Linked DNA regions of Mustela erminea: region 2 is linked to region 1. A link is a contact called in public Hi-C data. All regions are on one chromosome and are shown on one strand. The core of a region is the stretch at or near the end of the contact, and the rest is flanking DNA. Distances in the headings are between cores, read along the strand shown. Region 1 holds the start of ATXN7L3 (ataxin-7-like protein 3). Region 2 holds the start of GPATCH8 (G patch domain-containing protein 8).

Region 1 (6,939 bases), core at 2,777-5,276:
AGGATCCGAATTGCTAAGTTCCCCTGAAGAAGAAAAAAGAAGGGGAAGGGTGTTTGATGCAGAGGTACAGACAGAGAACCCTGAAAATAACCAGAGAGGAAGTGGGGGTGACAGAAGGATCACAGGCCCTCCCTCGATACCCCGGCTCCCCTAAGACCCCACCTCCACCCTCCAGCAGTGAGTCCCAGCAGACGTACCTAGAATCACCCCCATCGTTCAAGCCCCACTTACCATTTTTGTGTTTTAAAGACTTGGATCTTCGAGGGGAATTGGGGTTCTGGAATGGGAGATACCACAGCTTTGGGGAAAGGGTAACGATAAGGGGGAGCCGAGAACCCAGGGAAGGAAAAAAGATTTGACAAAGAAACATCCTCAAATTCCTACTCTTCCTCCCCAGTAAGAGGCCCACCTACCCATATTCCGTCCTCCCCTTCTCCCCCAAGGCCTCCACTGCCCTCCTGCCCACCACAGACACCCTCATCCCGAAACCCAGTGAGGAACCCCATGACCTCACACTTGAGTCAAGACACCCGAGGACTCCCTGCCCAAAGGGGAGGGTTCTGTCCTTCGCCCAAATTTCCCTCATGCTTGCCCCGGCTCTCACCTTGTCTGATTTTCTCTTCTTGGCTGTATCAGACAAAAACAAAAGGTCAGGGTCACTCAACCTAAGTTCTCAATCTAGAACCCCACGGAAACACACCAAGCCACATTCTCCCCTCCTCACTCAACCTAACAACTTGTGACCATTACCTACCCAACTCCCACTTGCCCACCTCACCCCGATGCCCGCCCCCCATCCCAGCTTCCCCGGAGTCCCCAAACACCTTTCTTCTCTGAGCCATAGGACCAGTCGTTGTCATTGATGTCATCATTATCCTCTTGGTCACTCTCCGACTTGTTCATATTGTTGCTATTGGCAATCCTGCCAATGGAACAGAAGAGAAAGGGTCAAGGCGGCCACCTCTCCCTGCCACTGGCCGCAAAGGCCAAGCATGTGCCACCCCTGAGCCCTACCAAGGCCCCAGGGGGAGGGGGACTACGCCTCGGAACATGGCACGAGAGAGAGGAGCCTCGCAGCTTTGGGTCCTCACCGGCGGTTGGCGATGCGGCTGCTGTTCCGGCCCATCCCCAGGCACTTCTCCAGATGGGGAGCGAAGCGGGAGGCAGCGATACTGCGACTGCAGTTGGGGCAGACACACTCCTTGCTCTTCCACTGGTTGAAAACCTGTCCAAAGATGTCCAACCCCGGCTGGTCCACGATCTCTGGGGACAGGAGAGGCGTGGCGATCAGGGCAGGCGGGGGACCTCTTGTTTCCTGCCCATGGCCCCGTGGCCTCTTGAACCCACCCCCACCCCCTCTACCACCAAGGCTTGCAGCAGCTTTGGGGGCTACATCTGGTCCAGCTGCCAGAGAGGGGACTTCCAAGGATCCCAGGGGGGCAGGGGCTGGACAGCTCTCCTTCAACCCTGAAGCTCACCAAAATCCTTCATGCTATCAGGGTCCGTGTCGTCCAGGAAGAAATAGCCACACTTGACAGCCCGGTGCACCTCGAAGCAGAATCCCAAACAAGAATCCTCAACCAGGTCCGCGTATATCTCCTGAGCGATGGCCTGGGCCCAGGGGAGAACGTCCGCGGTCAGGAAGAGTCACAGTCCCCTGGACTGAGAGCAACTCTCACCAACCACATCTGCCCATTCGCCCTGGCCCCAAATCATGCTTTCTTCTGCCATTTTCCCCATCTTGACTTCGCGTCCTTTCTTCTTCCGGATCCTTGGGCCTTCTCGGCTGGCTATCCCCTTTAAGGAACCAGGCTGACTACCCCAATTCCTCTTTGGTGTGAATGCCAGATACAGCGGCGTAGAGACGCCCAGAGAAAGAACTAGAGGCACGCGTGGGGCAGCCCTCACCTCTAGTTTGCTGTTATCCAGGCCAGACAAAGACATTTCCTCCATTTTCATTTGTAAACTCTTGTGGAGACGGCGCTCTGACTGCTCATAGCACAGCGGGCGGCAACACGGCTGCACACACGGGGGTGGGGGGTTCTGGTGTGAGGCCAAGGCACCTCTGAAGACCGCCACCTCCCCTCTGCACCTCGCTGCCCAGAGCCTAATCCTGGCATCAGGATCTACCCCTCCCCAAGGCCCAGGCTCACTGAGTCTGGATGGTCCTTCAGGGCCTGAAACCCCAAGGCGGCCTAGTCAGAGCTGAACTCGGGCCCTGGACTCTGCTACCAGACAAAGTCTGGGTCTATGGGAGGCAGCAGCTCACCCCAGGTCCCCCAAACTCAAACCCCTCTTCCATACCCATGGTGCAATGCAGCAGGGGGAGGAGAAGGAACTCTAAGGCCTCAAAGCAAACCCACAGGGTGTGGCAAAGAACTGCACAGACTCCTAAATGCACCCCCCCCTTCCCTAGGCTCTCCTCAGAGTCACCTCTGCTTTCAGCCAGGATGTCCACTTGGGGGGGTACTGCTACCAGAAGTAGGAATGGCCCTAGAACCCTACAACCTTCACCCCACTCTGTCTTCCCTTGAAATAAGCCTGTGACTACAGCAGGGGAACAGAGCCCACAGAAACCGAGAGCTGAAGGAGCCTTTCCAGCCACCATGATCAAGAAGAGGGGGTAGAGCCCGTCTGGGATGGCATGCCGGGAGTGGGCACTCCCCTTACCTGTTCTTCTTTTAGATAACCACCCTCCCTCCCTCAGGACCAGCCCGGAAGTCTCTCCAAGAGCCCCAAAGTCCAGGAATCCCCACCAAAGGAATCAGAAACAGCGCCCACAGTCCGGGGCCCCTCTGTACGGTGGGTACGAGTTTAAGGAGCTGCCGGCCTAGAGTGGGGTGGGGACTGACAAATGAGCCAGGGGCACTGGGGAGGGTAGGAGGCCGGGCCTCGGCTCTTCCCCCGTCCCTGCGGCACTGCTGCTGCATCATACCGACTGGGGGGAGGAGAGCCGAGCCGCCCGAGGCCGGCGCCGGTCCGGGACAGTCCGACCCCTAGAGAGTGGGCAGAGTGGGACGCGTCCCGGCCCCTCTCCTTCCCCGCCCGCCGACAGCCCCAGCCGGCCGGGGAGAGGAGTCCGGGAGGGTGTCTCTATTGTCCCGGGGGCTGGGGCCTGGATCCCTAACAAAGGCCCCGCGCCCCCTCCCCGGCCGGCCCTGCCCCGCCCAGGGGGGACCCAGACAGGGGGAGAGCTGGGGGCCCCGGCCGGGCCGGGAAGCCGGGGGAAGCCGGGCGTTTCCGCGTCGGCCCGGGGGGAGGGGAAGGGGCGCTGACCCAGACCTGGGGGGAGGGGGCCCAAGCCCCGCCTCGGGCCCCGCCCCCCGCCCCCCGCAGGCCCCTCCCCCGTCCCCGTCTCCGTCCCGTACTCACCCCGCCCGGGGGGCCGCGCCGGGGCCCGGCGGCCTCTCAGGGCCGCGTCCTCCGGCGGCGGCGGCGGCGGCGGCTGCTCCGGAGCCCCATGTCCGTCGGTCCGTCCTCGCCTCTCCCCGGGGCCCAGGGCCCGGGGCCGGGGGGTCGGGCCGCCCCCCCGCCTCGCCGCCTCACCGGGCGGCCATGGCCCCTTCCCCTCCCTTCTCGTCCCGTCGCCGCCTCCTCCTCCTCACCTCACCCCGCCCGCGCGCAGTCCGCGCGCCGTCCGCGCGCCCCTCCCCCCGCCCCCCACTCCAGCCCGCCTCTCCCGGGCGGGGGGTGCGGCGCGAGCCCGGAGCGCGCGCGCGTGCCGCGACCGGAGGATGGATGGATGGAGCGAGCGAGAACGCGAGCGTGCGCGCGCGCGCCCCTCTCCCCCTCCCTCCGCGCGGGCGCGAGGCCAAGCGCGAGCGCGCTCCAACCTCCTCCTCTTCCTCCTCCCGCCCCTCTTCAACACCCCGCCCCCGCCCTCCCTTCCTCTTCCTTCTTTCGCTTTCGCGCGCCCAGCGACTGCTCGCGCCTGCTAGAAGGGCCCGAGCGCGTGCATCTGCCCCGCGGCCGCAGCTCGGCAGCATTTGCTCCAGGGGGCGGGGACCGGGCGGGGAGGAGGGGCGCCACGCCGCCGTCCAAAGTACCGGCGGACGGGGACGGGGGCGGGGAGATGGGCGGGGCTTTCTGGAGCCACCTCGGCCAATCGCCATCTCGCCTCGGTCCGGCCGGCCCAATAGGATAGCGGTGGGTGGAGCGACGTTCAAGGTGAGGTGCGCGGTGCGCTGGGGGCGGAGACGTTGTGCCGTCCCGGCCGGCTCCGGGGCGGGGGCAGCGGGTGGCGTCGAAAGAGAGCGCCGGCTCCCAGCCGAGCCTGGGACGCCTTCCGGCCCAGGATCCCCCGCCCTTCCCTCGGGGCTCCCGGCTCTTCTCCCCCCCACCCCCCAACTCCGCCCCCGCCCCCGGCGCCCCCACTCCGGCATTTACCCCGTAGCGTGCAGCCACTTCTCTGAAGAGGCCGGAGTTGAAGTGGGGATCTGTTAGCACCTCAGGGCAGAAAACCTATGGAGCCAAAGGGGCTCGTCCGAGCCTCCGTTCCCCTGTTTCTGGGCGGGTCTCAGCCCACTCCAGGCCTGCGAGCCAACGAACGCCCGAGATGAGGGTCCTCTGCTGAGGGCGGAGGCCGAGCTGTGCCCTTCTGAGCCGAGCGCCCTCTCGGCGCTCAGACTAATTTAGATCCCACACCTGCTCGGCTTTCCTGCTTCCGGAACCCACGCTGGACCCCCCACCTCTCGGACAGTCGGCCTGGCACTGGCCAGACCCTTCCCCCGACCCTGCGCCACCCACACTGGGTGTGCCCATATCCGCGCGCTCTCACGGTCCCCCTTTACCTTCTGGAGGAAAAGGCCTTTCCTAGCCGCAACCGATGCCCAGACTGGCGCTTCTATTTCGGTTATTCTCTGGGTCTGGAGTGTTGGAACGGGGGTCTGACAGCCCTCTTGCCCTAGAAGAGGAGGTTAAAGGAGGGAAGTCTTAAATATTACACTTGGGGATCATTCTTGGCTTTTGGTCTTAAGCAAACATATATTGTGGCAATGGTCCTAAGTGGTTAAGACCAGGAATCAAATTTGAATTTAAATATGCAGACCTGGCAAATAAACTTGGGCAAGTGAGCTCTCTGTTGCCTCAGTTTACTCTGTTGTCACCGGGTATAATGATAGTACCTATCTCATTAGGTTGTTGTGAGGACTGACAAGTCAGTGCATGTGAAACTCTTAGCTCAGTGTAAGTGGTTTATAAATTTTAGCTGTTATTCGTAAGTGCTCTAAGAATTCTTAACAGTGCCCTGTGCTGGGATGCAAAGATGAAATAAGACAGTTGTGCTTCCTCAAGAAGTTCACAAATTTGTCAGGTAGACAGAACTGTAGGAAAATAATTGCCAAACACTGTGATAAAAATGAGAGAGAGGGCGCCTGAGTGGCTCAGTCAGTTAAGCGTCTGACTTAGGCTTAGGTCATGATCCTGGGGTCCTGGGATTGAGACCTGTCCGGCTCCCTGCTCAGTGGGGAGTCTGCTTCTCCCTCTGCCCTTCCCCCCTCCTGCTTGCTCACAATCTCAAATAAGCAAAATCTTAAAAAAACAGAAACAAAAACCACAAGAGAGATGCACAGGGGATGGGGTGGCCAGGACAACAGATAAAATGATGTAAGAGAGTTGGTCAGTAACAGCTTCTTGTAGTGGGAGATGAACCAGTTCAAGGCAAACCAGGAAGGTGCTACAATCCCAGACAGCAAGCTTCAGGAGTATGCTTCAGTTTGGGGCCCTGGCTGGAACATAGGAGTGGGTGGGGAAGCAGCAGGTCAGCAGGTCAGACCATGCAGGACTAAAGATGTGCTGAGTAATAAGGGCTTTAGACCTAAAGGCCATGAGGAGTCCTCAAGAGGAACCATTTGATCAGACTTGAATTTTAAGTAGATCATTCTAGCATGCTGAGTCTGTAGATTTCATTCATTCATTCATTCATTTGAGGTCCGGGTTGGGGGTGGGGAGAGTACAAGCAGGGGGAGTGACAGAAGGAGAGGAAGAAGCAAGTTCCTGCTGAGCAGGGAGCCCGATGTGGGGCTCGATCCCAGGACCCTGGCATCATGACCTGAGCCGAAGGTAGGCGTTTAACCAACTGAGCCACCCAGGCACCCCGAGTCTGTAGATTTTTGTTACCAATCAAGGCTTGTGAGGTAAAGGACAAAGAAACCCTGAAAATACCTTTAACCAAGATGGGGACCTCGGAGGAGGAGATATGAGGATATAAGAAGGACAAGTTCAGTTTGGTGTATGTTGTAGGTACTGTGGGACCAGCTAGTGGAGACTCTCTGAAGGTCACTGAAGTGAGAGGCCAGACCTTCAGGAAACTCCAGTATGTGAATCAGGAATTCTCAACTCTGATGATGCTGCTCTGTTTCTCAGTCTTTAAATACACCCAGTATATCTGCCCTGAGGGATTGACACATGTGCAGGAAGCCTTCCTGTCTCCTCTCTGTTTACCTAAATTCTTCCTACCCATGGCCATCCTCACACCAAACTCCTTTACAAGTGGATTGTTCTATTCATCCGGCCTTCGGCCTGGGCTGCTTCTGCGGTGATGGCCCACAGTTAGCATCAGTCAGTCAATAAACACTAAGGACTGTGCTGGTCTGGGCTCTGGGTGAGGCCCTGGGGTTTCAGCAACGAGCCAGAGAGACACACAGACCTTGTCCTACTGGAGTTTACACCCCAGCAAAGCTTGATGTGGATGAAACAAGACCAACTGTGAAGGTATCCAGACTGCTGAAGAAACAAATAGCATGATCTTTTTGTCAAGAGGTCAGAGAAGACCAGCCCCCAACGCACCCCAGAAGAAGTGATCTTTTCAAGGGAGCCCTGAATTAACTAGGCAATGAGGTGAAAAGGAACATTCAAGGCAGAGGGAATGGTTATGTGTATAGGCAGAACGAGGCCCTGGAAGAGACTGCGGTGTGTTTTGAGACATGGAGAGTTAGTAGA
Region 2 (6,939 bases), core at 1,942-4,441, 260 kb after region 1:
TTTAAAGCCAAAAAAATGACAGTCACCTAGAACTTACTGGAGAAGATACACAGAAAAATTTCTAGTGCTGTAAGATCTTTTTAAAAGCAACAGGATCCATGCACTCTTCGGAAACCTACTTTGGATTTGTTTTCAAATGTACTCAATGGATTCACCTCGTTTATCACTCAAAATCTTAAAAGGAGGCCACATTTAATTTTAATAATCCAACCTCAAAATGTTTTAGATGTACTATATACAGGAGCATGCTCTTACATTTTCTCCCTAATAACTATAAATTGAAGGATATCATTAATGAAAATCAGTATTTTTTCTTATTAAAACATCCCGAAGAAATACTACTTTAAGTTTTTTTTTTTTTTAATTTATTGTAGTTGACTATTTTAAATGGATACTTTTTAGAAATGTTAGTACAGCGGCACCTGGGTGGCTCAGTGGGTTAAAGCCTCTGCCTTCGCTCAGGTCGTGATCCCAGGGTCCTGGGATGGAGCGCTGCATCGGCTCTCTGCTCAGCGGGGAGCCTGCTTCACTCTCTGCCTGCCTCTCTGCCTACTTGTGATCTCTGTCTGTCAAATAAATAAATAAAATATTTAAAAAAGAAAAGAAAAGAAAAGAAAAGAAAAAAAATGTTAGCACAGGGGCATCTGGGTGGCTTAGTCGGTTAAGCATCTGCCTTTGGCTCAGGTCAGGATCCAGGCATCCTGGGATCGAGCCCCACATCGGGCTCCCCCTCTCCCTGCTTTGCTCTCTTGCTATCTCTGTCACTATGTGTCTATATCAAATAAATAAATAAAATTTAATAAAAAGAAATAGAAATGTTAGGGGCGCCTGGGTGGCTCTGCCTTCAGCTCAGGTCATGATCTCAGGGTCCTGGGATCGAGCCCCACCTTGGGCTCCCTGCTCAGCAAAAGTCTGCTTCTCCCTCTCCTACTCCCCTGCTTATGTTCACTCTCTCACTGTGTCTCTGTCAAATAAGTAAATAAATCCTTAAAAAAAAAAAAAAAGAAAGAAAGAAATAGAAATGTTAGTATAATAATTTACAAAAGTTTTAACATCTTTTAGTTGTCTAAAAGGTTTTCATTCCCAGTACCCTATTTTACCCATATTAGGAGATCTGAATTTTAGAAAACCAACATTTTCCTAGCTGCAGGAGTTGGGTTATTCCAACATACAAGCAGGAAAAAAACTTAAAATACACGTACTATCTTCACAGAACTACCCATCAGGTTTCAGATAAACCCAGCTAGAATATCAGAAGAGAAAGTCACCTTACTAGAAAAGGCAGAGGCTTTCTCAATTTTTTCAGGTGACAGCATTCACAATCTGCTATTCAGGTGTCAAATTCTTTCAAGGCCCTGCAAATCTGTTTAAGTCGGCTGAAATTCTGTGATTGAGCCATTTTCCCTCATCACTTAATTGTCCATGTTATTTCTTTTCAATTTTATTAGGTCACCTTGAAATTTTCTCCTCTGAAAAGCACTTGAGATTTTAGTTAACAGGTCTCTTTAAAATAATTACCAATAAAAGCCCACACATCTTGTAGCCTACTCACGCAGGAGCTTTAAAAAAAACACAAAAACAAAAACAAAAAAACCTCAGGGATCAAATGGCTATATAAGAACTGCTTCAACTTCCCTGCACCTGCACTATATTCTTAAACACCTTGAGATCCTGTATTGTGCTGCAGTTAGACAGCAGGCGCATGATCACAAGGTTTTTCAACAGCCCCTTGATCCCTTACTGCTGCAAAACTTATCACAAGCGTTCTATGCACTAGACTGTTGTTGTTTAACTGCTTTGTCTGTTTATTTACCAACTCCATCATCTCAGGGAACGCAAACCCTTCAAACTGCCTTCTGAAACGTATCTAGAGTATCCCATGTTACTCGGAGGAAGATCTGCAGCGGGATAAAAACTTGAGTTCTGATGTTCATTCTCCTGACCCAAATTGCTGTTGCCAGGATATGCGGTAGTAATGCAGTGGTTTCTTTGAGACTCTGAGGATGTATTTTACCCTAGAAACAGCCAATTTCTACTAAATCCCTTTTAGTCGCCGAGATTTCTGCGATAACAATGCTCAACAGGAAGGTATTTTAAAACAACTGAAAGACGCGTTATTCTAATTTGGCCTTTATTTTTCCCTCGATAATAACCTGTCATCACAAGGACACTTTTCCATATAGCATTTGCAACTAAAGAAAGAAAAAAAGGAGCTTCTGGAGCTAGTTCTCACGCGCTAAGGAAGTCCCTTATCATTAACGCTTCTTAAAATCTTTCGAGGGAGGATTTGGGGCTAAGCTTACAGCGACCACAGTCCTGTAACTTACTCTTTTCCAAGCAAGATGAACGGCCTAATAACAGCAACATCTACGCCTAGAGAAATCTCAGTGTTTGACCAACCAAGGAGGCGGCTGATAACTCAAGAATCCTTTTACCATGGGAAGAAATGGAAAGCCACACAATGAAAGGGATTTATCATACTGAGGATAGACGAAGGACGACCCGAAGAAGAGCCGTGCGAGCAAATCCCAGAAATTCGGAAGCCCTGGTCTCAGCAACACCCGCCCGAAGCCCTCCCAACCCATCCCTCTTTTCCCCCCGGGAGCCCGCCCGGCGCCTTCACAGGCCCGGAGCACCCGAGGGGAGCACCGTCCCCAGTCTGCGGCCCAACCAGGCTTCCGAAACCCGTCCGAGCAGGCCAAAGCTGCAAACCCGGCGGCCTGAGCTTAACAGGTAAGAGAATACGAGGTGAGAGGAGATGCGGCCTCGCCTCAAGCTGGGAGGCCCCTAGAGGAATTGGGAGGAGGGAGAAGAGCAAGCCAGTTCGTAAGCCGGAGCAGAGCTTGGAAGAAAAGAACTAGGAGCGGGGAATGAGGACGTCCCGGCTCCGCCAGCGCCTTCCCGGATTCTCGGCGACGCCCGTGTTTACCTGAAAGTCTCGATCCTCGTTGAAGCGGGAGAAGCGGTCCGCCATTTTGCCGCCTTCACTCCTCTCAGGACGACGCTCTCCGGTTCGCTCCTTCCCTCCCGCGACACCCGCCCCCTCGCTCCCCTCCCCAATTCCCCGCCTCCTCCCACGCCCACCCGGCGCGCGCAGGCGAGGGAGGGAGGAAGCGAGAAAGCGCGTCTATAAGAGAGCCCCGACGGCGCAGGCGCCTTTCAGCCCTGAAGGCGGAACCTTCCCTTAAATCCCCTCTCCGCTCGCGGCCCAGAGCGACCCCGACGGCAGCGCGTGCGCACTCGCGCCAGAGAGCGGCAAGCGCTTCCGGAGAGAAAGGTTACATGGGCGCAATACGCTTACGTCGGGATGTTTTCCACCTGCTGGTTTCCCCGGGTAGGGTATATTTTCTTGCCCTTTCGTTTCCGTGTGTGTGCAGAAGTCCATTCTCTGCTTTATTCACTACATAGCAATATAATGCAGTTTGAAAGCGCGGGTTTTGGAGCCAGACTACTTCGATTCCCAGTTTGCTCTGAGGATTAAATGGCAAGCAGACAGGAAAGACCCCTTTTCTCGTGAGGCTTACGTTCCGGCGGGGGGATGTCAGATACATAGTAAAAATAATTACATAATTTTAAATGTTCATGAGTGTTACAAAAAATAAAACAGCACAGTTATGAGACCTCTGAAATGACCTTTGGCCTTTGAGGAAAAGCAAGGGGCAAGGCTCCCCCCACACACACACATCCCTGCAGCTTTCAAGCAAAGGGAACTTTAGACCCACACGCCCCTCGACTACTAAGAGTTTCCATTTTTAGGATATTATTAGAGTATTTTTCAAGAGACCGAAGTTGGTCCAAATCAACTAAAGCTCTCTGGCTTTCAGTTTTCTTTTATAAAATAAGGAAATTGAATGTAGTAATCTCTACTGCCACAGACCCAGCAATGACTGTGGGTTATGATTCAGACTTTTCAATCCTATGGTTTTTCTGTGGACCTCACCCAGTCCTCCAGCTCCCTCAGCCAAAATACATAAAACAGGTAGGAGGGGGTATGAGGACTTCCCTGCTTTTGAAGAGAGTAGTTGACAGAAATCACAAAATGGAAAATAGCCCTTACGCTACCCTGAGAGAGTCAAGTGGAATGTAAATTTTGGGAAGGATGTGTATCTTCTATTCCTTTGTTACCTTTTGCCTCATCAAACCCCAGTCCAAGCAGAATACAATTGTAAGCAGTGGAAAGAACTCTGAGAGGAAGAACACAGACTGTAAACATTGTAAAGAGATTGAGGGTATATGTGGCAGATTGAATCAACATGGATACACATGAGGCATTTACCTCTTCTCCCTCTCTCAGCCCTACTAAGATGACAGTAAAAGGATGAGAAGGGTGAACACCTGGGTGGTTCAGTTGGTTGAGGGCCTGACTTCTGCTCAGGTCGTGATCCCCCTGGGGCCTGGGATCAAGCCCCCATCAGGCTCCCTGCCTGGCCAGGAGTCTGCTTCTCTGTCTCTTCTGCATTCCCCCTGCTGGTGCTCTCTGCCTCTATCTCTGGCAAATAAATAAATAAAATATTTTAAAAATAAATAAATAAAAATAAAATCTTAAAAAAAAAAAAAAACTTGGGGGGCTCTGGGTGGCTCAGTGGGTTAAAGCCTCTGCCTTCAGCTCGGGTCATGATCCCAGGGTCCTGGAATTGAGCCCAGCATCGGGCTCTCTGCTCAGCAGGGAGCCTGCTCCCTCCTCTCTCTGCCTGCCTCTCTGCCTGGTGATCTCTGTCTGTCCAATGGATAAATAAAATCTTAAAAAAAAAAAAAAAAAGGAAGGAAAGGGAAAAAAAAAAAAAAAAACCATCTTGGAACCTGGAGAGCACAGATAAATGGAAATGACTTTAGTAGAATAGAGAAAACAACGTCCTAGAGTGGGAAAGCTGGGAAACAAGTTGACTAAGGCTAAGGTGTACCACAAAAATTCAGGAATTGGAATCACTAGGTACCAAGATGAAGAAGTAGATGGAGTTGAAAACAGGACTTGTTACAAGGCACTTTAGAGAACAGTAAAACGCTAGACCCCTTTTCCCACCCAGGTAGTAAACTGGAGGGTTCTCCCCTGAAAAGACTAAACAAAGAGACTCTTTTAACGTATCTGGCACAGATAAGGAAATAGATACCATGCTGTAAATGGGAAGGTTTGGTAAAAGCTAACATTCTGGTTGGAGGCAGGCTTCTTCCAGCTCAGTGGGAAAAACCTACACACACCAAAAATAGGACTGGAGTCTCCCCAACTTACAAAGGTCATGTTCCAGTCCAGATATCCCACAGAAAATTCCGTCATTCCAGAAGCCCCAACCACACACAGCTTCCACTCAGCTCTTATATATGAATGTATGCCAAAAATAACCAGACATTGGTAGAAACCTGTGAGACAGAAACACCCCACCCCAAAACAAAGCAAAACAAAGTTAAAAAACAGCAAGTGGAATTCAGAGGAACCAGAAATAATGGAAATAATAGAAGAAGCCATCAAAAGAATTGTAATCAATATCCACAGAGATAGGAGATTACCTCAGGAAATAAGGCCAACAGGAAGCATCGGATGCCAAAAAAGAGAAAAGAATATTCAGAGATTAAGAAGTAACTTTTGGGGGCGCCAGGATGGCTGTCCTTAGCGTCTGCCTTCGGCTCAGATCATGACTCCAAGGTCCTAGGATCGGGCCCCAGTTCAGGCTGCGTGCTCAGCAGGAAGCCTGTTTCTCCCTCTCTCACTCCCCCGATTGTGTCCCTTCTCTTGCCGTGTCTCCGACAAATAAATAAATAAAATCTTTAAAAAAGAAAAAACAACTTTTGAAAGTCAAAATGTTTTAAGCAGAAATGAAAAATTCAATAGAAGAGTTAGGAAATAAAATGGCAAGAAATCTCCCAAAAAACAATAAAAAGACAACCTGGTCCAAGCCACCTTTACTTTCTCCTTAATCACGGCAAGAGCTCCTAAGTGTTCTGCTTCCACCCTGACCCCCTACAGTAGTCAGAGGAACTATGGTGATCCTGTTACAAGGTCAGTTAGATTACGTAAGTCCTCTACTGCAAGCCTCCAGTGGTTTTGCCTGTCATTCACACTAAAAACCATCATCACCTCACCTCTCAGACCTCATTCCTCTCTGTCCACTGTGTCCCTTCTCTCTGGGCACACTGACTTGCTATACCTTGATCCCAAAGGCCTGCTTCTGTGTCAGCCTGCCCCACTTAGGGGCTATGTATATGTTGTTCTTGCTGCCTCATTCTTTCCCAGATATCCACCCATGTGGCTTGCCCCCTCACCCTCTGGTCTTTCCTTGAATACTAATTTCTCAGTAAGATCTTCCCTGATCACCCTGTTTAAAATCACAGAGTTCAGGGGCACCTGGGTGGCTCAGTAGGTTAAGCTTCTGCCTTTGGCTCAGGTTGTGATCTTGGGCTCCTAGGATTGAGCCCCACATCGAGCCCCACATCGGGCTCTCTGCTCAGCAGGGAGCCTGCTTCCCTCCCCCCTCTGCCTATTTGTGATCTCTGTCTGTCAAATAAATAAATAAAATCTTTTTTAAAACCCCAAAATCACAGAGTTCAGTATTCTGAACTTTCTAGCCTCTTTCCCTAATTTTATTTTTCTCCTTAGTACTTACCACTTTCTAAAATGTAATGTTAATTCCATGAGAGCAGAGATTCTCTCAGGTCTACCCCCTTCTTCTTTTTTTTTTTTTAAATTTTTTTAAAGATTTTATTTATTTATTTGACAGACAGAGATCACAAGTAGACAGAGAGGCAGGCAGAGGGAGAGGGGGAAGCAGGCTCCCCGCTGAGCAGGGAGCCTGATGCAGGGCTCGATCCCAGCACCCTGAGATCATGACCTGATCTGAAGAGGCTTAACCCACTGAGCCACCCAGGTGCCCCCCCCCTTTTTTTTTATTTTTTAAAGATTGTATTTATTTATTTGACTGAGAGAGACAGTGAGAGAGGGAATACGAG

The links. Hi-C and Micro-C count contacts between places; a contact is called where the count stands out from the background.
Region 2: a contact with region 1 is called in a Hi-C map of spleen, with 4 times the contacts expected there. The contact joins the promoter of GPATCH8 here to the promoter of ATXN7L3 in region 1. A contact is called at or near these places in 2 of 3 Hi-C or Micro-C datasets (fibroblasts and spleen).

The regions. Positions count from the first base shown.
Region 1 is chr18:43,402,663-43,409,601 of mMusErm1.Pri, forward strand. It overlaps ATXN7L3 (ataxin-7-like protein 3), which reads right to left and starts at 4,027. Exons shown (of 13, transcript XM_032320435.1): 1 at 3,373-4,027; 2 at 1,909-2,019; 3 at 1,479-1,611; 4 at 1,092-1,263; 5 at 825-922; 6 at 605-627; 7 at 232-298; 8 at 1-80. The coding sequence starts at 1,959.
Region 2 is chr18:43,663,023-43,669,961 of mMusErm1.Pri, forward strand. GPATCH8 (G patch domain-containing protein 8) reads right to left here and starts at 3,192. Exons shown (of 8, transcript XM_032322817.1): 1 at 2,930-3,192. The coding sequence starts at 2,974.